7 separate regions of the Mus musculus genome follow, and all the other regions are linked to region 5. The links are chromatin contacts, called in public HiChIP or PLAC-seq and promoter capture Hi-C maps. All regions are on one chromosome and are shown on one strand. The core of a region is the stretch at or near the end of the contact, and the rest is flanking DNA. Distances in the headings are between cores, read along the strand shown.

The links. Promoter capture Hi-C pulls out the DNA fragments that hold promoters and counts their contacts. HiChIP or PLAC-seq counts read pairs in DNA pulled down with a chosen protein or histone mark.
Region 1: a promoter capture Hi-C map of embryonic stem cells shows a contact between it and region 5, with 4 times the contacts expected there. The contact joins the promoter of Rapgef4 here to the promoter of Dlx1 in region 5. A contact is called at or near these places in 9 of 39 promoter capture datasets (the C10 cell line, cranial neural crest, embryonic stem cells and 5 more) and 2 of 115 datasets of contacts at active chromatin or transcription factors (both in embryonic stem cells).
Region 2: a promoter capture Hi-C map of embryonic stem cells shows a contact between it and region 5. The contact joins the promoter of Pdk1 here to the promoter of Dlx1 in region 5. A contact is called at or near these places in 13 of 39 promoter capture datasets (the C10 cell line, the HPC-7 cell line, cranial neural crest and 7 more), 3 of 484 Hi-C or Micro-C datasets (bone marrow-derived macrophages, cardiomyocytes and embryonic stem cells), 6 of 115 datasets of contacts at active chromatin or transcription factors (the 230-238 cell line, the SCID.adh cell line, embryonic stem cells and 2 more) and 3 of 9 other capture datasets (adipose tissue, embryonic tail and pancreatic islet).
Region 3: an H3K4me3 HiChIP or PLAC-seq map of embryonic forebrain shows a contact between it and region 5, with 2.4 times the contacts expected there. The contact joins the enhancer-like site here to the promoter of Dlx1 in region 5. A contact is called at or near these places in 18 of 39 promoter capture datasets (the 3T3-L1 cell line, 3T3-L1-derived adipocytes, the HPC-7 cell line and 13 more), 1 of 484 Hi-C or Micro-C datasets (bone marrow-derived macrophages), 5 of 115 datasets of contacts at active chromatin or transcription factors (craniofacial prominence, embryonic basal ganglia, embryonic forebrain and 2 more) and 3 of 9 other capture datasets (adipose tissue, embryonic trunk and pancreatic islet).
Region 4: an H3K4me3 HiChIP or PLAC-seq map of embryonic stem cells shows a contact between it and region 5, with 2.8 times the contacts expected there. The contact joins the promoter of Cybrd1 here to the promoter of Dlx1 in region 5. A contact is called at or near these places in 1 of 39 promoter capture datasets (the C10 cell line), 1 of 15 datasets of contacts at CTCF or cohesin (embryonic stem cells), 8 of 115 datasets of contacts at active chromatin or transcription factors (bone marrow-derived macrophages, embryonic limb bud, embryonic stem cells and 2 more) and 1 of 9 other capture datasets (adipose tissue).
Region 6: an H3K4me3 HiChIP or PLAC-seq map of bone marrow-derived macrophages shows a contact between it and region 5, with 4 times the contacts expected there. The contact joins the enhancer-like site here to the promoter of Dlx1 in region 5. A contact is called at or near these places in 9 of 39 promoter capture datasets (the 3T3-L1 cell line, the HPC-7 cell line, embryonic stem cells and 4 more), 1 of 484 Hi-C or Micro-C datasets (bone marrow-derived macrophages), 9 of 115 datasets of contacts at active chromatin or transcription factors (bone marrow-derived macrophages, craniofacial prominence, embryonic forebrain and 5 more) and 4 of 9 other capture datasets (adipose tissue, embryonic stem cells, liver and 1 more).
Region 7: a contact with region 5 is called in an H3K4me3 HiChIP or PLAC-seq map of embryonic basal ganglia, with 3 times the contacts expected there. The contact joins the enhancer-like site here to the promoter of Dlx1 in region 5. A contact is called at or near these places in 20 of 39 promoter capture datasets (the 3T3-L1 cell line, 3T3-L1-derived adipocytes, the C10 cell line and 12 more), 2 of 484 Hi-C or Micro-C datasets (bone marrow-derived macrophages and cortical neurons), 18 of 115 datasets of contacts at active chromatin or transcription factors (the NIH/3T3 cell line, T-cell acute lymphoblastic leukemia, VIP interneurons and 11 more) and 3 of 9 other capture datasets (adipose tissue, liver and pancreatic islet).

Annotation. Positions count from the first base shown.
Region 1 is chr2:71,979,923-71,982,701 of GRCm38.p6, reverse strand. Rapgef4 (Rap guanine nucleotide exchange factor (GEF) 4) reads right to left here and starts at 1,487. Exons shown (of 31, transcript NM_001204165.1): 1 at 1,351-1,487. The coding sequence starts at 1,415.
Region 2 is chr2:71,871,800-71,874,538 of GRCm38.p6, reverse strand. Pdk1 (pyruvate dehydrogenase kinase, isoenzyme 1) reads right to left here and starts at 1,315. Exons shown (of 11, transcript NM_172665.5): 1 at 974-1,315. The coding sequence starts at 1,169.
Region 3 is chr2:71,191,325-71,194,024 of GRCm38.p6, reverse strand. No RefSeq gene overlaps it. Among named protein-coding and RNA genes, the nearest start is that of Dync1i2, 19 kb to the left of the region's middle. Within about 2 kb of position 1,429, at least 11 of the 459 cell types and tissues checked have an H3K27ac peak or open chromatin away from gene starts, as enhancers often do. A contact at or near this core is called in embryonic forebrain, where this site is marked.
Region 4 is chr2:71,116,699-71,119,398 of GRCm38.p6, reverse strand. Cybrd1 (cytochrome b reductase 1) reads right to left here and starts at 1,345. Exons shown (of 4, transcript NM_028593.2): 1 at 1,087-1,345. The coding sequence starts at 1,279.
Region 5 is chr2:71,528,020-71,530,719 of GRCm38.p6, reverse strand. It overlaps Dlx1 (distal-less homeobox 1), which reads right to left and starts at 1,275. Exons shown (of 3, transcript NM_010053.2): 1 at 414-1,275. The coding sequence starts at 726. It also overlaps Dlx1as.
Region 6 is chr2:71,842,202-71,844,901 of GRCm38.p6, reverse strand. Itga6 (integrin alpha 6) reads right to left here. Exons shown (of 26, transcript NM_008397.4): 20 at 1,600-1,773. Among named protein-coding and RNA genes, the nearest start is that of Pdk1, 30 kb to the left of the region's middle. Within about 2 kb of position 1,366, at least 52 of the 459 cell types and tissues checked have an H3K27ac peak or open chromatin away from gene starts, as enhancers often do. A contact at or near this core is called in the HPC-7 cell line, adipose tissue, bone marrow-derived macrophages and 1 more, where this site is marked.
Region 7 is chr2:71,159,455-71,162,154 of GRCm38.p6, reverse strand. No RefSeq gene overlaps it. Among named protein-coding and RNA genes, the nearest start is that of Gm39576, 5.6 kb to the right of the region's middle. Within about 2 kb of position 1,449, at least 37 of the 459 cell types and tissues checked have an H3K27ac peak or open chromatin away from gene starts, as enhancers often do. A contact at or near this core is called in T-cell acute lymphoblastic leukemia, cortical neurons, embryonic basal ganglia and 3 more, where this site is marked.

The DNA of each region.
Region 1 (2,779 bases), core at 238-2,737, 450 kb before region 5:
ATCTCCAATGGATTACTGACTGTTTGCTATGCAGCTCTGCAAAGAGAAGTATGTTGCTTACTACCCAAAATTATCACTCACGGGAAGCACTATTTATAGGTTAAGTGCAAGCGCCTGATTATCTCTTGTTTTATAATTCACTTTTCCTAAAGTATTAAATTTAGATTACTGATCACATTAGCAAGCTCTTGGCTTAAATGTGCCTTTAATTCCTCCACAGAATTCTGTATGACTTAACCATCTCTTCAATTGTCTTACTGTTTACTGCATATAATTTCTCTAATATTAGAACATACCATTTTAGTCAGAAATGGGGCAATGCCTGCCAAAAATATTCTTGCTACTGTGTAGTAACTAAAAATCGAGAATGTTTATCACATTAAGTTATTCAAATGAGTTCATTTAGCTCTTTTCAGTTAGTTAATATCTTTCCATCAAAGGCCTACAATAGTGGAACAGGCACAGCCGGCCACTCTTCAGATCCTCAAGTTTGATCCGGTCACAAATCTGTTCATTGAAAAATTTTCAATATGGCAGAGCACAAAATAATTCCCACAAATGCAATTCGGATATCATGCAGATTGCTGAAGGATGTGAATCACTGGCCTTTGGCACCAAACTCTGGGACTCAGAGGCTGGTCACGCTGCAAGGCGTTTGCTTGTTTCTTTCAAAGTTCAGATGCATCACCTTTCTCCTTAGGGTAATAAACTATAATTGCTAACATACTGTGTAATGTTTACTGTTAAATTTGCAATCTGGACAAACAGAAAATTCCACCGACAGAGCCTAGAAACAACTGCAGTGTGTTGTCACCCACGGCACCTTCATCAGAGGCTGGCGAGAGCCAGCACTCTCTGCGGTTTAAATTTCTCTTTAGAGTGAGGGTCTTTTCTGCAGAAGATTAAGACGCCTCCGGTGACCTTCCTAACACAGACCTTGAGAGAGCGCCCGCGGGAAGAGGGCTGTGGATTTCAGCAAGGGACTTGACAGCTCCACTGAGTCCCTAACACTTGGTTTTCCGGAAACAAAAAAGGTGACTGCACCTGCATGAATACCCCCCTTCTCCCCGCCCCTCCTGGAAACTTAAATGACATTCTCCCTGAGGGTCTGGACAGCCTGAAGCTCGCATGTATGTACCCTCCCTGGTCTTAGTGCCCATTGGAAACCACCCACCCACCCACCCATGAATGGAGCGTGGAGTCGCAGCGGGGCGGAAGGGGACCAGGGCAGGCTGGCACCTTGTCCCCCACGGCGCCGCATTCTGTTCCCGGCACGTGGAATGCTCTCCCGCAGGTGGCACCCCACGAGTGGACCCCCGCGACCCAGATCCCGCACCCCACCCCACGTACCTTTTATCCAGGCAGGCGATCCACTCGGCCGAGGACTGAGAGTGTGCAGCGTGCGCAGCGACCATGTTGGGCAGCAGCGCGCGGTGGCCCCGGGCCGCGGCCACCTCCCGCGCGCCTCCCGGCGGGCTCCCGCGGCCTGCGGGGCGGGGACCGAGGGGCGGGCCAGGCGCGAGGCCCGCGCTGCACTGCGGCGCCCGCGTGGGAGCCCAGCCGCCCCGCCCGCCCGCCAGGAGCGGCGACCCCACGACACCTGCGGCAGGTGCCCCGCTCCGCCAGGCCCGCGTCTACCCTCACCTCGGGGGAGGGAAGAAGGGGGAGTTCTGCTGCGATGCCACCCGGTTGCGCGTGGGGAGGGGATGTCAGACTCTATATATTTTTCGTACAGCAAATGCCACTAAAATGGCTGCTGCCTCTCCGTTTCCTTAGAAACCCATTAGTCCTCCTCGGTGGCTGTCAAAACTTGCTAGCTGATCCCAGCTCACCTTTACAGTCTGCTGTTTAAATTGGGATGAGAGAGGGCAGGGCTGGGAAGGCTTGCGATGAGGTGGGGGTGGGGGACATCATGGTCTCTTGATGTGGACCCCAAAGGATAAATGATTCGGAAGGTTGAGGGGCGTTGGGGGCTGGGAAAAACAGAGACAGTCTGAAGCAAAGGACCCAGGAGACCAGAGGATTAAAAGGGGGTGCAAACTGAAGTCACTGGCCTTGAACCTCAGACTTACTTGGACTCCATGTCCCAACCACGACAAAAAGAAGCAATTAAGAATGGGATATCCCTGAGACCCATGCAGAACTAAGGTTTCAGGCCTGGAAGCCAAGTTCCTGGGCACTCCATGAACTTGGGTGGTTAGCCTCTACTCTCCCACAGCCTTCCTCTTCCCAGGTTCAGTGCGGAGGGTGGCCACAGCTGCCTGTCTTCCTGTAGGTGTTCACTGTAAGTGTTATGCCTAGAAGTCGTTCAGTTATACCCTGCCAAAAAATAAAAAAATAAAAAGAAATAAATTTACATGGACCGTTGTTCAGGAATTTGGGGACAAGTTAAATCTGTTGGACTCCTATCAAGCGCTGTTTCGATATTTGTGACATACACTTAGGAATAGGCATGGGTGGAACGGAACAGGGCTTTATCCTCGATCATTTGCTACTGTCCCTACACACACCGCCCATTTAGGGCCGATGCAGGGAGACTGGGGAGCAGGAAACAGCCTGTGCCTTCTGGGATGCTTTGATTCTCTTACAACAACCTTGACCTTAAATCTCTCCAGAAAAATTTTCCATTTCCCCATGTTCAATAGACAGGATCTGGTTTCAGACCCACAACCAAGTGTTTTCAGCAGAAACTCCCTGTTCTGGGCTTGTCCCTCAGCTGAGTTTCATTCCGTTAATCTCTATTATTTACCATAAATATCTCTTAACATATTATACCACA
Region 2 (2,739 bases), core at 66-2,565, 340 kb before region 5:
ATCCATTTGAAACTAAGTGGACCTCGCAGATGGAACCTTAGCAGAAAACTATCTTGTCAACAGTAGCAGTATTATTAAGGAAAGCATCTTGCCAAAGTTTAATAGCGTATTCATGAACAAGGTGAACATTGCTACACCACAGTACAGGCATTCACAAATAAAAGCAAAACACACACACAAAACGGGGGCCTTTCATAGTCCCTTACTAAAGAAACACAAGGAAAAGCACCTGTCACTTCAAACCACAATTTTAAGATAAAGTACCTACCCCCACCACTAATCTCTCGTGCGTGCTAACCATGTTATAACCTGGCAGCACGACACAGAAGATAACTTTTTCTACTCCAGAACTTTCGGATTTCAATGTTAAGAGTTTATTCTAAGCATTTCCCTTTCCGCCTCATTACTCCTGATGAGAAGCCAAAAGTCAAAGGCCTAATTCTGCAGTTCTGCAATCTGTTACACACAGACAAGACCATGCACTTTACACGTGCTTGAGACTGGCTGCTGTTGAAACGAATTTGCTCTCGGTGAAAACACTGGCGAGGAAAGCACTGGGCCAGTAGTAACTTGTTTTCCAGCCATCACGCCACTCCAAACGATCGCCACTGTGCTGGCACCGATCTCGCCTCTGCAGAACACCACCCTCGAAGCAGTTTGAGCCCTGGCCTTGAACCTGAGCAAGGCATCCCCAAAGACACCAGGTCCCCAAGCGCGCACCTACGCACGTGCGCGGAAGGCTGCAGCCGCGGGCCCCCTGCTTTGTTTTTTTGGGTTTGTAGTTTTTTTTTTTTTTTTAAACACACTATAGTCGCACGTCCCTGTTACGTGCCCGGCCTTCCAGCGCCCGCTCCCTCCGAGGAGGAAGGAAGCACCTAAGACGCAGGGGGGGCGACACGAGGGAGGAGGAGGGGTGCGCCTGGGAGGACGGGGCCCGTGCACAGAGGCCCGACGGCCCAGCGGCCGCCCTCACCGAAGTCCAGGAACTGCTTCATGGAGAGTGGCGACGGCGAGAAGCGCGCATAGAAGTCCACCTGGCCCGGAACGCCAAGCTCCGACGCCGGCCCGGAACCCGAGGCCGAGGCCGAGGCCAGGCTACGGCTGGCGCAGGGGACGGCGCAGAGCGGCCTGACGCTCGTGCCGCCCCGCAGCAGCCTTGCCAGCCTCATACCGAGCCCCGCCGGAGGAGCCGGAGCTCCGGGCGCCAACCTGCGGCTGTATGCCGCTGCCCGGGCGCTACGTGCGGGACGTGGCTGGCCGCGGGGGCGGGGAGCTGCTGTCAGCGCTGCGGCCACCGCCCCCTCGCTGGAACCACGCCCCCGTAGGCGGAGCACGGACAGCACGGAGGAGGGCGAAAGGCTGCGCTAGCCACCGCCCCTGGTTAAAGACACGCCCATGTAGGCGGGGCCCTGGGAGGACGGAGGCGGGGAAAGAAAAAAAAAAAGGGAGCGCTGCTGAGCTTTGTGGGGTGTGGTGCAGCTGAAACCACCCGGAGCGAGTGGCCGCCGTGGGAGCCCGGCTTAAACGATCCAGCTTGCGCTGTGTTGCACCCCTTTGCACCCTTTCGTACTTCCTCCGCCCTCCCAGTCTCAGCGGAAAAGCTCTAGGCTGTGCGAGATCGTTGGCAATGAGCCTGTTCTCATTGCCCTTGGATCATGCAAGCCCTTGATTTGCAGGTGCAGCCGAACAGTGGTACAAGAGTTGAACTTGGGGGTGTGGCTCTAAAGAATTCCACAGCAACGAAAGTCCCGGGAAGAGCGCGTTGAAACACTTTATGCAAGCAATATTGCCACAGTACTTAAAGACTACTCGCTCTTTTTCTGTTAACTCATCTTAGAGTTACAATGTGCCTGCTCCATCTTTTCAATGTATAGAGATAGTGAATGTAGAATTAGAACATATTTAATATCTAACCCCACGAAAATCACGTCTGTCTTCTGAACACTGTAAAGTCCCCATCCAACTACCCTAACATTTGCTGTGTCTTAGGTGCAAGAAAACTATCCTGCCACGTGTGAAGTTTATCAATTATGTAGAATACACACCGAATAACACTTCATAGCTCCATGCTGGTCGCTTTTGGGTTTTGTTTTGGTTTTGTTTATGTTTTATGAGACAGGGTTTCTCTGTATAGCCGTGACTGTCCTGGAACTCGCTCTGTAGACCATGCTGGCCTCGAACCCAGAAATCCACCTGCCTCTGCCTCCCAAGTGCTGGAATTAAAGGCATGCGCCACCACTGCCCCGCTCGCTATTGGGTTTTGAAAAAACACAAATCATGAAGTCTGGGATGTAGCTCATATCCAAAGCCCTGCGTTTCATCCCCAGCACAAGGAAAGAAAAAACAAAAGCAACCCCCCCCACCCCACCCCCCCACATTGTGTTGGCCCAGGTTTATAATTTCAGCGATCTGCAAGTGGAAGCAGCAATGTGGGAGGTGAGAATTCTAAGGTCATCCGAAATCATGCCAGCCTGTTATTCTGACTCCTATCTGAAAACAAAGAAACAAATACCTGCCCACCCTCCCCCAACATACACAGAAAAACAGAAATTAGATCAGAGTCCCTTTAAAGAAAGCTGTTATTCTGTATCCAACAAACTGTGTGTAGCACAAAGCGGGGATATTGTCCGCATGGAAACAAAAGCAAGTGGTTTTGATTCTAGAGAAAGAAAAATTGTTTTTCCTCAAGTATCCAGTAGAAATTGTGGTCTCCTCTTGGGGTTCTTAGTCTCATTTAGA
Region 3 (2,700 bases), core at 180-2,679, 340 kb after region 5:
GAAAAATACATTTATTTTGAAAATAAGAATATAGACATGCTTACAAAGATGAAATCTCTATAAGTGTCCTTTGTGTCTGTGTGAGGCATATGTGTGTATGTATGGGTGGGTGACTGTGGATACATGTATGTGCAAGCATGTGAGGGGACCACAGGACAACTTCAGGTGTCATTCCCCAGTCACTAGCCATCCACTTATTTGTTCATTTGCTCATTTACTTATTTATTTTCAAGACGTCTGTAACTGGTCTGGAGCATATCAAGTGGGTTAGACTGGCTGACCAGTGAGCCCCAGGGAATTGCTATCTATGTCTCCAGAGCTCTAGGATAACCATGCCTGGCACTGATGATGGTGCTGGTGATGGAACTCAGGTCTTAGCTCTTACACAGCGAGCACTTTACCAACTGAACTGTCTACGGAAGTCATAGTCTACAAAGTAGTACTCTTATCTGGGAGTTCTTCATTATGTTTCGGTCCTTGAAAGAGTTTAATATGAAAGTAAATATGCCAATCTGCCATGAGACAGGCCAGGTAAAAGTCCTTGGCTGGAGCTCAGACAATGCTGAGGAAACTTGTATTAGGACCACCAAGATGTTTCTGGAAGAATGTTAACAGACATGATGACTGCTTGGAAAGGGACATCACCTTGCTTCTATTTCCATCAGCTAGCCACATCCAGCTCCTTAAATGTGTTCTATTCTTAGCTGTCATTCTTTCTACATGCTAACAAGCCAACTGTGGTTGTCTTCGTCTCTCGTCATATTTGGGAGGGGCGAGGGAAGCCTGATGAAAATCCAGTAATCCATGGGATAATATTTCCAGAGGAGATAGTTTAGTTCATTTAGACCTGGGTAGAGGCACTCTCCTACCTGCCCGTCTACTTAGCATGAAGCCATGGTCAGGCAAGGATTTTGCTGACAGTGAGACAACCCCTCTAGACACCCGAGTGTGGTGGTGTAGGCCTGCAAACTCAGCAATTTAAAGGTGGAGCCAGGAAGACCGGGCACTTAAAGTCATCCTCCACTGTTTGGTGAGTTTGAGGCTAGCCCTGACTATATGAGACCCTGTCTCAAAACAACAATAATAAACAACCAAAAAATTTTGAATAGTGCTAGCAATTTGGCCTATTTGTCAAAATTATAGATAGAAATGTCTCCTTCCACTTGCCTTCTGGGTTAAGGGACCACCCCACCTCCCACCCACCCACCCCCAGTCATCACCATACATTTTTCCATGAAGTTGTATGGCGAGCCTGTTCCAGCCGGACTCAGCATCTGAAGGCAGGAAGAGCTGATGCAAACAGCCCAAAAGTGTTAGTCAAGGACTGGGGAGACAACAGGAAGCCAAGGGACATTTCTCTCCACGGCTGAACCATGGCAATGGTGCCTCTCAATTACAGTCACCCATTCAGTGGTCCTGACGGAGCCTCCTACTGCCCGGCACTTTCCTATACACCGCGGACACAGCTGTGGATTCAGCGACACAGTTGTGCCTGACTGATATGCAACCGTGCAATTTAGGAAGAATGCGGTTGATTTTTTTCTTCTACCCTCTCATCAAAACCCAGTCCAGAGTCCTGACTTGACAGCAGACGTTTCACTTTCCAGTGGAACCTGCTTTGTACTCAAAAATTCTGATCGTTCAAGGAAAACGAGCTTTATCTGTGCGGCAGTTTGCCCTGTCCGTAGGCTTCCCAAGCGGCCCCCTCCTGGATAAAGAACTAAATTCCAGGAAAAGGCACACCTTCCCTACAGTCAAAATCAAGCCCTGGTGATATTAGGCTTGCACAAATTGAAATGGGGCTAAAAGCTCAGATGTGAATTCTCGGGTTTCTTGCTAAGCTGGAAGCTTTTACCGGGCTCGGCTCGCTTTAAATTGAGAGGCAGAGTTTAGACCCTTTTGTTACTTAAGAGACTGAGCAAATTAGCAAGTCCGAAGAGGCAAATCTTTTTTGATTACTGAACTATTACAAATGCCCTCTGGCCAAAGGATAACCTCTCTCCAGAGGGAAGTGTTCAGCGGGACCTCTGCTTACATTCATAAAGTCTGTTAAAGCAAATCTCTCACATTTCCATTAAGTCGGTAAATTACTTCTAGGGGTAGAGAATAAAATGCTGGTGGGGAAATGGATGGGCCATATTAATGATGGGAGGTGGGGCTGCAGAGGTGGAAGAATGGTTGCTGCCTTCGCGAGGCAGAGATTTGCCAGCCTTTCTCACGGGTTGGGCTAAATGTAAATGATGTCACCTTTCTTCCCCTTAAGTGAGAGGAAGCCAAAGTTATCTGGCTAGGGAGGCTTCACAGAGCGCGTTGAGCAGCTGACATTAAAATGACTACGGGGTTATTTCTTTTCCATATCTATTCTCCTGGAAATTTTTTCAAGATTTTATTGTAGATGGGGGGAGAAATGCATAATGCTTTGGGAAACAAAGCCTTAGCTCCGTCTCGTTCCTGGATTATTGCCATTCTATCTCAGCTCTGATTGAAATCCGAGACTTTGTATCGAAGCCTTAATGAGATGCTGGCAAATATCTTTCTGCCCCACTGGAAATGTAATCTTTCTATTGAACATTTTGTCCTAGTGAATTTCATCTGCAAGAGCATTTTACATTTGAATCAGAGAGGTCACTGCTGGGGTGCGGAACACAGGGCTGGCTCAATTCCATATTGGGTGAAATTGATCCCCAAAGGTGTGGAAAG
Region 4 (2,700 bases), core at 96-2,595, 410 kb after region 5:
GGTGTTTGGGACTATTTAATTAAACAGAGGATATTAACAACTCTGGCCAAACGAAAGCGCTCCACCGTGATGGAAAGAGTGCTTCTGGTGGTTGGAACTTTAGAACCTGGATATGTTTTTCTCATTTTAGGGTAGTGGCCAAATAGCTGGGAACTCTGCAGCGAAATGGCTTGGATGCCTACCTCACACCACAGTAGCTCAGCATTAGTATTACCTTCTCCAGATTCCCATGGAAGAAGGCTGACCACTCTTGCTGGAGGCCGTAGCACCGGTTTAAAGCATGCGCGGGGTTGGGGGGGGAGGGCGGGGGGTGCAACACACACACACACACACACACACACACACACACACATTTTTCTTTAGGAACGAAGCCAGTGCTTCTGTTTGCTCATTTGTGGGACTTTTAGTATTGGTGAAGAAGAGGAGGCCTGTTCAGAAGCCAGGCTGCTAGAACCTGTTCCGAGCCTCTCAAACAGTTTGTGCTAAGCAAGCCCAGCACAACAGCTTGGCTTTTCTGAATGCATTCTCGCTGTCACCGCCTTTTTGGAAAAGTGAAACGTGCGGTGCCCCATTAGCTGAAGAAGACAGTGAAGATGAAGAGTAGAATTGCAGGGGGAGAGAGAGAGAGAGAGAGAGAGAGAGAGAGAGAGAGAGAGAGAGAGAGATAGATGGATCCCGGGCGTCCAGCGGTCCCTTGGGGCCACTCTCAGCTTTCATCTCCCTGTCAGATTCAAGACCACAAAACTCCGCCAAGGAACTTTCGCCACATCAACAAATGGAGCGCAGCCAGGCAGCAGCCGGTGACTGATGGAGGTGCCCAGAACTCCGGAGGAAAGAACAGGACAGGGGAAAGGATGGAGAGGCACCAACTGACGATGCTGCGCGGAGACTTGAGCTCCCCGCCTAGGAGACCTGAAGCAAGTTCAAAGGCCAGCCTCACCGAAGCTGGGGTTTCGCGTCCCTGACTGCGCAGGCCCTGCCCACCTGAGTAACTTTCCCTAGTTTCATGAATTCCTTGGAATCCACGACGGCGTCCCGGGTCCCATCGCGCAGTGACCCCACCAACCCCCTCGAGGATCCCAGTACCGATGCCCTGGATGAAGACGAAGCCGGTCACCGCGAGCACCGGGTGCCAGTTAAACTCGAGCCCGCTGCCGTTCCAGCCAAGCCCCTCTCGGAAGTGCAGGACCCAGATGAGCACGAAGATCACCGACAGGAAGCCCACGAGCAGCGCGGACACCAGCAGCCCCAGGAAGCCCCGGTAGCCCTCCATGGCCATCAGCACCCCATGCTCCACGACAGCCTGCTGGAGAACTTGGTGTTGCGGCCGTGGCCTCGGGGTACTGGCCCGGCGGTGGGGCCGGGGCGGCGACTTCTCGGCGCCGTCTCCGCCCGTGGGGAGGGGCTTTCTTAGGGTAACAGGCTGTGGGGCCTCCCGGGGGTGCCGCGGGCCCAAGCTCCAGACGGTCCCACCCCTTATCCCCCATCCTCCACCCCCGATCACGCGGCTGCACCGTGAGCTCTGGCTGCCGTGGTGGCCACCACCTGAAGAAGCATCCAACCTCCTTGAGTGTGAGTCAGTTCCTCACCAAGACAGCGCCCAGGAGCTCAAGCCTACCACTTTGCTTCAACTCTATGCGCCTTGTTTCCTTATTCTTGTGGAGGGCGGTGGTACACACTCTTTGTCACCAGAGACAGATTCACTGAAAGTGGTGAAGCCTGCGGTTGTAGTTATCCAGGCTTCCTGACCCCCCAGAGGGTCTGCTGCTGAGGGCAGCAGTGGACTTGGCCTTACCGTGTAAGGAAGCACCTGTAGGGATGAGAGTGTAGTGGAGCTCACCTGTGACCCCAACATTCAGAAAGCTGAGGCGGGAGGATAGCCACAAGTGTAAAACCACTCTAAGCTACATAGAGAGTTCCAGACCAGACCGCTATAGAAAGCCTGCCTCAACATCAAAACAGAGAAGAGAGAAAGAGAAGGCTGAAAGCGCAGCTAAATTGGTCTTACTTAGGTTTGCCTAGCGCGCACAAAGACCTGGGCACAGTCCTTAGAACAGTCCTTAGAAGTGACACACCCCTTATAATTTTACCATGGGAAAAGTAGAGGCAGGAGGATCAGATGTTTAATATCATCCCCAGTTACATGGAGAGTGTGAAGCCAGCCTGAGGTACATGCTATCCGATATCAAAAATAGTAACAATAACAGCTGGAAAAGACAGAAATAACAGAATATAAGCCACCTGCAACTTGCAGTTGCGCCAGGGAAGACAGGCAGTCACAGCCCTGGACTTGCCTGGAGTGTGCTAAAATGAGTTTAAAGATGTCTGCCTGCTCAAACCAATGTGAGCCTAGACCTTAAACCTCCCTGAGTGACTTAACTTGATGAAGAGACACTGGCTTCCTGTCCTTTTCCGTTATCCTTGCCCTTCTAGGTGAGACATTGAGCATCACTATCAGAGGAAAAGGGTGCTGGATGCCTCGGCTTCCAAAGTGCATTTGGGAATGCTCCCTCTAGCCCTTAGAGACCTTACAAAACACAGGAAAGGTAGTGTGTGTGTGTGTGTGTGTGTGTGTGTGTGTGTGTGTGTGTGTGCGCGCGCGCGCGCGCGCAAAGCTCGCGCGAGTGTGTCTCTGTGTGTGCACACCTGTGTGTGCGCATGTGCACACGTGAGCACACACATGTGCATATGTGCCTGCTC
Region 5 (2,700 bases), core at 26-2,525:
TTTTTTGCAGGCGGTAGTTGAGGTTTAATTACCCTTAATTGCATACATTGTTTATAGCGCTACGCAATAAATAATTACCGAGACTAATACGTGCACATGTGGGTTTCTGTTTTCCAGCAGGGCATTGTGTGCTCGGCGCACCGAGCGGCCCAGAGGCCCAGCCAGTGCCAGGAGACGCGCTCGGATTTATCCTTTGCTGGACAGTTGTAAATTGAATTGACTTATAATTTTTTTCTTTTCAGTGACAAGGATCCACAGATTGATATCCGAAACCTCTACTACTTCCGCGCTTTCCCCACCCCCACCCACCTCTCTACCCCACACTCTCTTGTCTTTTCTCTTTCCCCCTCCCCTTCTCCCCCTCTCTCCTATTCTCCTTCCCTTCTCTCCTTGTCCCTGGCAAGCGCACGTACCTGGGTCCTCCAGGCGGCTCTGGGCGAGGCTGGCGCTGCCGGGGTAGGACTGCACGGAACTGATGTAGGGGCTGGACGCGTGGCTGCTGACCGAGTTGACGTAGGGGTAGCCCAGCGGTCGGGAGAAGGATGAGGCCGAACTGTAGGCACCGTCGGGCTGCGAATGGCCCGCCGAGTGTAAACAGTGCATGGAGTAGTGCCCGTGGGACATGGGAGAAGGAGACATTTGCTGGTTGGGCGGCCCAAACTCCATAAACACAGCCTTGCCCGACACGGGGCTGTTGAGACTTTCTGGCATGGTGGTCATGGTCATCTCTTCTCGCGGGGTCTGGGTGTGGGTCTTTCTCTCCTCTGCTTCCCTTTTGGGGGTCTCTATGTTTCTCAGGACAGGAAGGAACCCAATTTAAGCGGAACAGGGGTTTTCACTTTCCATTCATAAGAAAATGGAGTTTGTCTCTTTGAAAAGTCTAAGCATGATGCTGCCGAGCTCCCCAAACTCGGTTCAAAGCTTTGACTCAGCCAAGGTCATAAATATTCATGAGCTGGTGGAGCTGATTGGTCGGCTCTCTTGCATAATCACCGGGGATTGGTCCGAGAAGCTCGGGCTCGGCTGGACTAGAGCGGGCGACGCGGCCCGGCCTGGGGAGAATCCGGTCCACACGTCCCGGCCGGGGCTCCTCTGCAACAGAGCGCGCGGAGCGGGACGCACAATGGGCTGCGGCGTCCGCGCAGGAACCTCGAAGGCGCGCGACTCCAGCCTCCCGCCTCCCTCGCGCGCTTCCCGCCCCAGAAACCAACCAGCCGCGCCCTGCCGTCGCCCTCCCCCTTGCTGTCCCCACCCTTCGCCCGCCCCCAACGCCTGGGACCCCGGACCACTTCTTCTTGAGGTCACCTAGTCCGGTGCGGAGCGCCGCTCCAGAGTCCGGCCGCGGTCTCTGGATCGCGGAGTCGCGCACTGGGCGACAACCCAGGTAGCCTGCAGCCAGCGGTCCTTCTGAGCGTCTTGTGCCTAGCTCAGCGCGCTCCAGGCCGCGCCTCCCAGGTTGGGGTTCTCTCGGCCACATCCCGGGGATCTGGGTTTGGGGGCCCTCTGGCCCAACTCACTCACTCGGCCGCCGCCCCGCCGTTGCCACCGTTCCCAGGGGCTTGCTCGCATCTCTCCAGGCCCAGCTGGCCACTCCAGCTCGAGGCTGCACGGGTCTGATCAAAGCAGTGCGCGTGGAGAGCCAGGAACCCACGCTTCTCCACCCAGGAAAGGCGGCCGCACCGCCTCCCCCCTCCTTTCCCTCCCAACCTTCCTGCCTCCCCCTCCCCTCTCCACTCCCCCTGAGCCACGAGCCCCGGGCTCACTCGCCCCGAGGGCGCGGCTCAGCGTGGAGTCCTGAGGGCCCGCAGTCGCCTGGTGGCTGGTGCATCGAACTCCTGCCAGGTGGTCATTTTCCGACCTCCTGGGGTCTGGCCAGAGTACTTGGGGTTTGGGAGTCCTAGGGAGACACCGACACCCTCAGCAAATCCTGATCAGTGGTAGGCTTGAATATTTGTGTTTAGATATGCCCCTCTCTGTCGCCCGATCTCTTCCTCACCTCCAGTGGCCAAAGCTGGAGCCTCCGGGCCCGGGGGTGAGGTGGGGAAGCTGGTGAAGGAAAGAGCTGCCAAAGCGCGCTGTCTACCATCTGGGTGCAAGTGTTGAAAAGTGCACAAAAGATTCTCTCGCACTCCACCCCCCCACTACTACCACACACCACCTCGCGTGGCGCAAACTACGCTGGTTGCTAGGGACTGTTGGTTCCCAATCCCGCCAGCCCCACGATGAATCCCAAATTACTTTGTTAGGTAATTAGAAAGTGTTGATAATTATTTCTTTCATAATTTAGCGGTGTGACGGGGACCGGGGGAAATGATCTTGTGAAAGTTCACACGTGCACACGTATTAGTTACTGATTCATTTGATTAAATGGTAGTCTCAAGTGCTCAGATCCGCAGCTGAAGGCGCCCCATTAGCATAACACTGATGTTTAATTTTCATACGCATAATTAGCCATATATTTAACACTAATAGCAACATGCAGCCTTTCAGCGTTAAACAGCCCGGGGATTTGATCTGGCCTGAGCTGAACCTGCGCCGCGGCACCTTCCCCTATCTGGAGTGCACAGTGATCACAGGGAGACCTCTGTAATCAAGCACATTTTGGCAGAGGGAACACCAATAAAAATGAACATTCAAAACAAATTACATCGGTGATGTCGTTACAGATATGAGTACAGGGGATTCATTCTCATTCTCTCT
Region 6 (2,700 bases), core at 117-2,616, 310 kb before region 5:
CATCGGTGGGGACTCTATTTATTTAAGTAGTTTATTCCTAGTGTGATACTGAAACTCGGGGAAAGAAAGACACCTCCTCAGTTCCTGTCTCTCCACTCAACCACAATACACAGCATCAAACTGTTAGTCAGTAGATCAGAAACCAGAGATCTACCCTACCCCAGCATTCAGCCCCATGTCCACCACATCAGAGAGAGTCAGCACATATGGAATAATGAAAAGAAGCCATGAAGAACAACAGGAAAGCACAAGGCCCTTTGTATGATCAACATAGAGAGGAGCATTGAAGACTAAGACAGATAAGAACTTTTAGCATTATGTCTTCCTTATACAAGGTGAGTCTCTCCTATGAGCAATCTTTACAGCATTTTTGCATTTAGGATTGCTTAGAAAGGGATAGTCAACTTATACTTAAGAATAAAAATAACAGGCCAGTATGTTTTTCAGTGTTGCTGAGTCAAGGAGCAAGCTGTAAATCTGCGACTATACAGTCACTTTGGAATTTAAAATAAGAGGGCTGGAGATGTAGCTGAACTAGCAGGATGCTTGCCTAGAATGCATGAAGCCCTGGGTTTGAGCCTAGCCTAGCCTAGCCTAGCCTAGCCTAGCACGTATGGGCGCAGCAGCACACGATGTAATACCAGCACTTGGGAGGTAGTGGCTGGAGAATCAAGATGTCAAGGTCATTTCTGGTTACCCCAAAAGTTCAAGGCCAGCCTGGGCTACATAAGACCTGCCTCAAAAATAAACAGCCAAGCCAGGCATAGTGGTTCATGTCTTTAATCCCAGCACTTGGGAGACAGAGACAGAGGGATCTCTAAGTTTGAGGCCAACCTGGTGAGTTCCAGGACAGCCAGGGCGACCCAGAGAAACCTTGTCTCAAAACAACAACAACAAAAACCCCAACTAAACAACAGCAAAAACCCTAAGAATTTAAAAGAAAAAGAGCAGCCATCTACCACACTGGAACTCACTCACCTGGGCTAGTTATGTAAGTGTGCTGCAGTAGAGGGATTAGGCTTCGAAGTCGGTGGGTGCTTATGCAGAATCCACCTCTCTCTTAAGAGCTGTGCCATTTTGAGGGTACTTAATGTCTCAGGGCATTCATTGTGGGGAAGGGGGAGATAGTAAAAACTATCTCAAAATTCTCAAGAGAATATACACAGTGCTTGGCCTGGCAGTGACACAGTAAGGGACTCGATGAACACTTACTATTAATAAGATTGCAAGTGTTCAAGGTCGTCTGCCTCAGTACAAAGGCCTTGGCTGTGCCTTCCTGACGCTCTGTGCAGCTTATGTCCACTGCTTCCTCCCCGGGGCATGTTCTCCTTACACAGCTTATTGGGTCATAACACTTTAGAAAATGTCCTTCGCCCCAACAAGTGGATGTTCCATAACAGTCATGCATCAGCGAAACCGCTTCTGTCCCACTGGCTAACTCAGTCATAAATGAGGAAACTGTGACACCCACAGAAAAAGTCAGCACGCCACAGTGCAGCTTCCTGAGCAGAGTCGAGCCTACCCCACTCACTCTGGGGGAGGGGGGGGATAGGGGATGTGGGGAGGGGGAGGGGGCATGCAGGAAAACCGTCAGCATACCTTCAGCTTCAGGTAGTTTATTTCATTGTGTGGCTCACAAACAATCTGCTCCAAACCTTTGGATTCAACTTTCATCAAATAAAGCAACCATTTGCCATTGCTAATCTCCTTGGGCCACTGTATATTCAAGGTTGCTGTGCCGAGGTTTTTAAGAGGCTTGCCTAAGTTAATCACCTGTCGGAAAACAACGTATATCGATATAATATCATCCTTTTATGGCAAAATTAAGTAGCACATCCTATTGCCCATAGGCTAAATTCCCAGCATAAACCTACAAGGAAGCACAAATCCCACAAACGGATCAGGAACAGAGCTTGCGAAATAGTCAGTAGTAATTAGAAGATTTTTGTCATAAAAATAGAAGGGGAAAATGGTCAAAGAGGAAGGATTGCCTGCTCAATCCACAAGTAACTACCTTATGCAGTTATGGCATGTTCCCGTCAGCACAGGCAAAGTCCCGGGCTTGTTTGTGGATTGTTCAGTGAGCACCCTGCCTGGCAGATGGCAAAGCCTCTGCTATGGCCCAGGCACCCATATCCTGCTTCTGGAAAACCTCCCTACTGTGAAAATGAAGCTGCCTCTGCCATCAGCCACACAGGAAAGGTTATGGAGAACTGCATGACAGCTCAGAGCCAGTGCTGGGGTCAGAGTAGCTTTCTACAACAGAGGCCCAGAGTGAGAGGGCAGAGTGGCCTACCTGCACTACTGAGCACAGTTCCGATCCCCATCTTCCTGACTGCATAGCGCTCAGGTCAGCCAGCCTTCCTGGGGAGACCTTGCCTCTTTAGAGTGCTGGCTTAGGGCCACGGCCACTCTTGCCATTTCAGGCTTTAAGCTCAATGCTCACCGGCATTTAGGAACTCATTTGCACTATGCAGACCCAAATCCATACGAGGCATAAGGCAGACACCACAGTCCATGTCCAGTTTGTTAAGCTGGACCCAAAGTCACTGTGGTTGCCCACTCTGAGCCTATCACCCATCTGCCTCCTTTGCTGGCAAATACCAAGTCTACTTTCACCACTAAAAAATTGGGCTTGGTGAGAGGGAAGTAAACGAGAGTATTCCTTCAGCCAAGGGCATCAGAAGATGACTTTCTAAC
Region 7 (2,700 bases), core at 200-2,699, 370 kb after region 5:
CTACACTGAGACTCTGCATGAGTTAGGACTCAATTCGGTAGCATCAGGAACTCAATTGCTAATCATTAAGCTCTGGTGGACCTAGAGCTTAATGATTTTTGTGTATTGTATGCTTATGTATATTGTATTTATGTGTGTGCACATATATGTGCAGTGTACATGGAAGCCAGAAGTCAGTATCAGGTCTGTCTCTATCACTCTTCACGTGTGCTGGTCAGTTTTTTTGTCACCCTGACACAAACTTAGAGTCACCTAGGAAGCAGGAAACTCAATTAGGAATCACCTCCATCAGACTGGGTTGTATGCATGTCTGAGAGGCATTTTCTTGACTGGAGGGTCCAGTGCATTGTGGGCAGTGTGCCGCCCTGGGCAGGCAGTCCAGGGTCCAGCAGGCTGAGCAAGTCAGCAAATGGCTCTCCTCCACGGCCTGTGCTTCAGCTCCATTCTCCAGGCGCCTGCCCTGGCTGTCCTTGAATCAGGTACGGTCACGGCAGAAGCCTTTTCCTCCCCCAAGCTGCTGTTGGCCAGTATCTTGTCACAGCATCAGAAACTAAACTCGGATATCACCTTACATTTGAGACAGAGTCTCTGGCTGAACCTGGAGAACCACAGGGGTCTGCTAGGACCTGTCTCCGCAGTACTTGGGTTACAGGCAGACACCACTAGGAACAACTGTGGGTCCTGGAGATCCAAGCTCAAGTCCTCCAGCTTGTGTGATAAGCACTTTTCAACTGAGTCACTGCCCTCCTCCCCTCATATAAAAGATAGTTTACTATGGTAGATGTGTATAATTTTGTAAGATCACATGTCCTTTTTTACGCTTTAAACAAATTTTTATTTTGCTAATACTTTTAGATTAACAAGAAATGAAAGAGTTCAGCATTCCTGTATGTATCTTTTCTTTCTTTCTCTCTCTCTTTTTCAGATTTATTTATTTATTTATTTATTTATTTATTATATGTAAGCACACCGTAGTTATCTTCAGACACTCCAGAAGAGGGTGTCAGATCTCATTATGGATGGCTATGAGCCACCATGTAGTTGCTGGGATTTGAACTCAGGACCTTCGGAAGAGCAGCCAGTGCTCTTACCCGCTGCGCCATCTCACCAGCCCCATGTATCTTATTTCTTTTTCTGAACAATTTAATAGGAGATTTTCTGCAAAATTTAGCCCATCCTAGAAAAAAATTTTTTTTCAAGACCATTTTGCCACTATGAGCTCATGAGATATTTGGTAAAAAAAAAAAAAAAAAAAAAAATCACTTCACAACTTGGACCTCAGTTTGGTTTCCTATAGCACAGATGAAGCTGACATTTCAGAGTTGCCATGGAGACAGCACAATGGAGCAACTATTAGCTGTCTATACGGACGGTAGTGATCTTTGTAGCACACTACAGTATTGGAACTGGCTGAGCACTGTGTAGGTTGACATGAAGGGGTTAATGGTTTAATTATCATGTCATAGTGTGAGTCACAGACTCACTAATGAAGGGTTGCTAGGCTGATGTTGGAAAGCAACAGAAATCATTAAACAATTAAATCTCAAGAAGTGGAATCATTTCCCCAAGAAAACAAATGCGGAGTTAGCAGGCCTGTCGGGGCTTCTACGTCAGGGCTCATAAGACAGTGTCTCATGTGCTCTGTCTCTTGCCACGGTTAATCTTATCAGCTTGTCTGCAGCTAACCAAGCGTCAGCGGTAGAACACACCTGTGATGGGTTTTCATGATTCTGTTAACTGAAGTGGAAGAGCCACGCTAAATGTGGGTAGCACCTTGCCATGGCAACCCCGATAAAACAAAGTCCCAGGGGAAAAGCTTTTTGCTCCATCGCCTTTGAGTCTCACTGGCAAGTTCACTTACCCTCCTGTTAATGCTGCTGCTGTTGCTGCTGCTGCCGCGTTTGTCCCTTCACTAATATCACCGAACCTTCAGGCTTCCGATGTGGACTGAAGCTCACTGGTTCTCCGGGAATCACATAGGTCTTCAGAGCAGATCGTGACTGCTAGACCCCAGCCTCTGAGACTGAGCAGCGATTGGTTCTCAGCCCCCGCCCCCGCCCCCGCCCCCGCCCCCGGAAGATAACCATGGCTGGACTATCCTATCCAGACCATATGAAAGCCTATATAACAAATCCCCCTTTAATATAGACTCACTCCATCAATTCTGTTCCACCAGAGAACTCTGACTAATAGTCCTCCTTCCTAGGATAAGGGACAGAAAAAACTGGACAAGACTTGGATGGAAATTAGAAGTGAGGTCTGAGACTTTATGCAGGTGAAGGGAAGTTAGGCTTCAATGCACAGCTGCAGCCCCAGCTTTTCTATGTTGAGATGACAGGCATAGATGGGAGAGTTGCCAGGACACTTGTAGGCCAGTCAGTCTGGAGTACAGAGCATGGCAGCACACACAAGGTGGACCCTTCTTAACAAGGTGGAAAGCTCGAGTCGACACACAAGACTGTTCTCTGTCCTCCCTAAAGCATGCACAAGGGCAGCTACTCAGAAGTAAGCTCTGCTGCAGAACACTGTGCGACATGGTTTTGTGACCTCGAAAACCAATGAGATGTCTGCTTAAGTCTCTCATCTAGCTTGGTGGTGAATTCTAATCTCAAGTGCTTGGGAGGTGGAGGCAGGAGGATCCCAAGTTTGAGACAGCCTGAGCTATATGTTAAGATCCTATTGAATGAGGAGAGAGAGAGA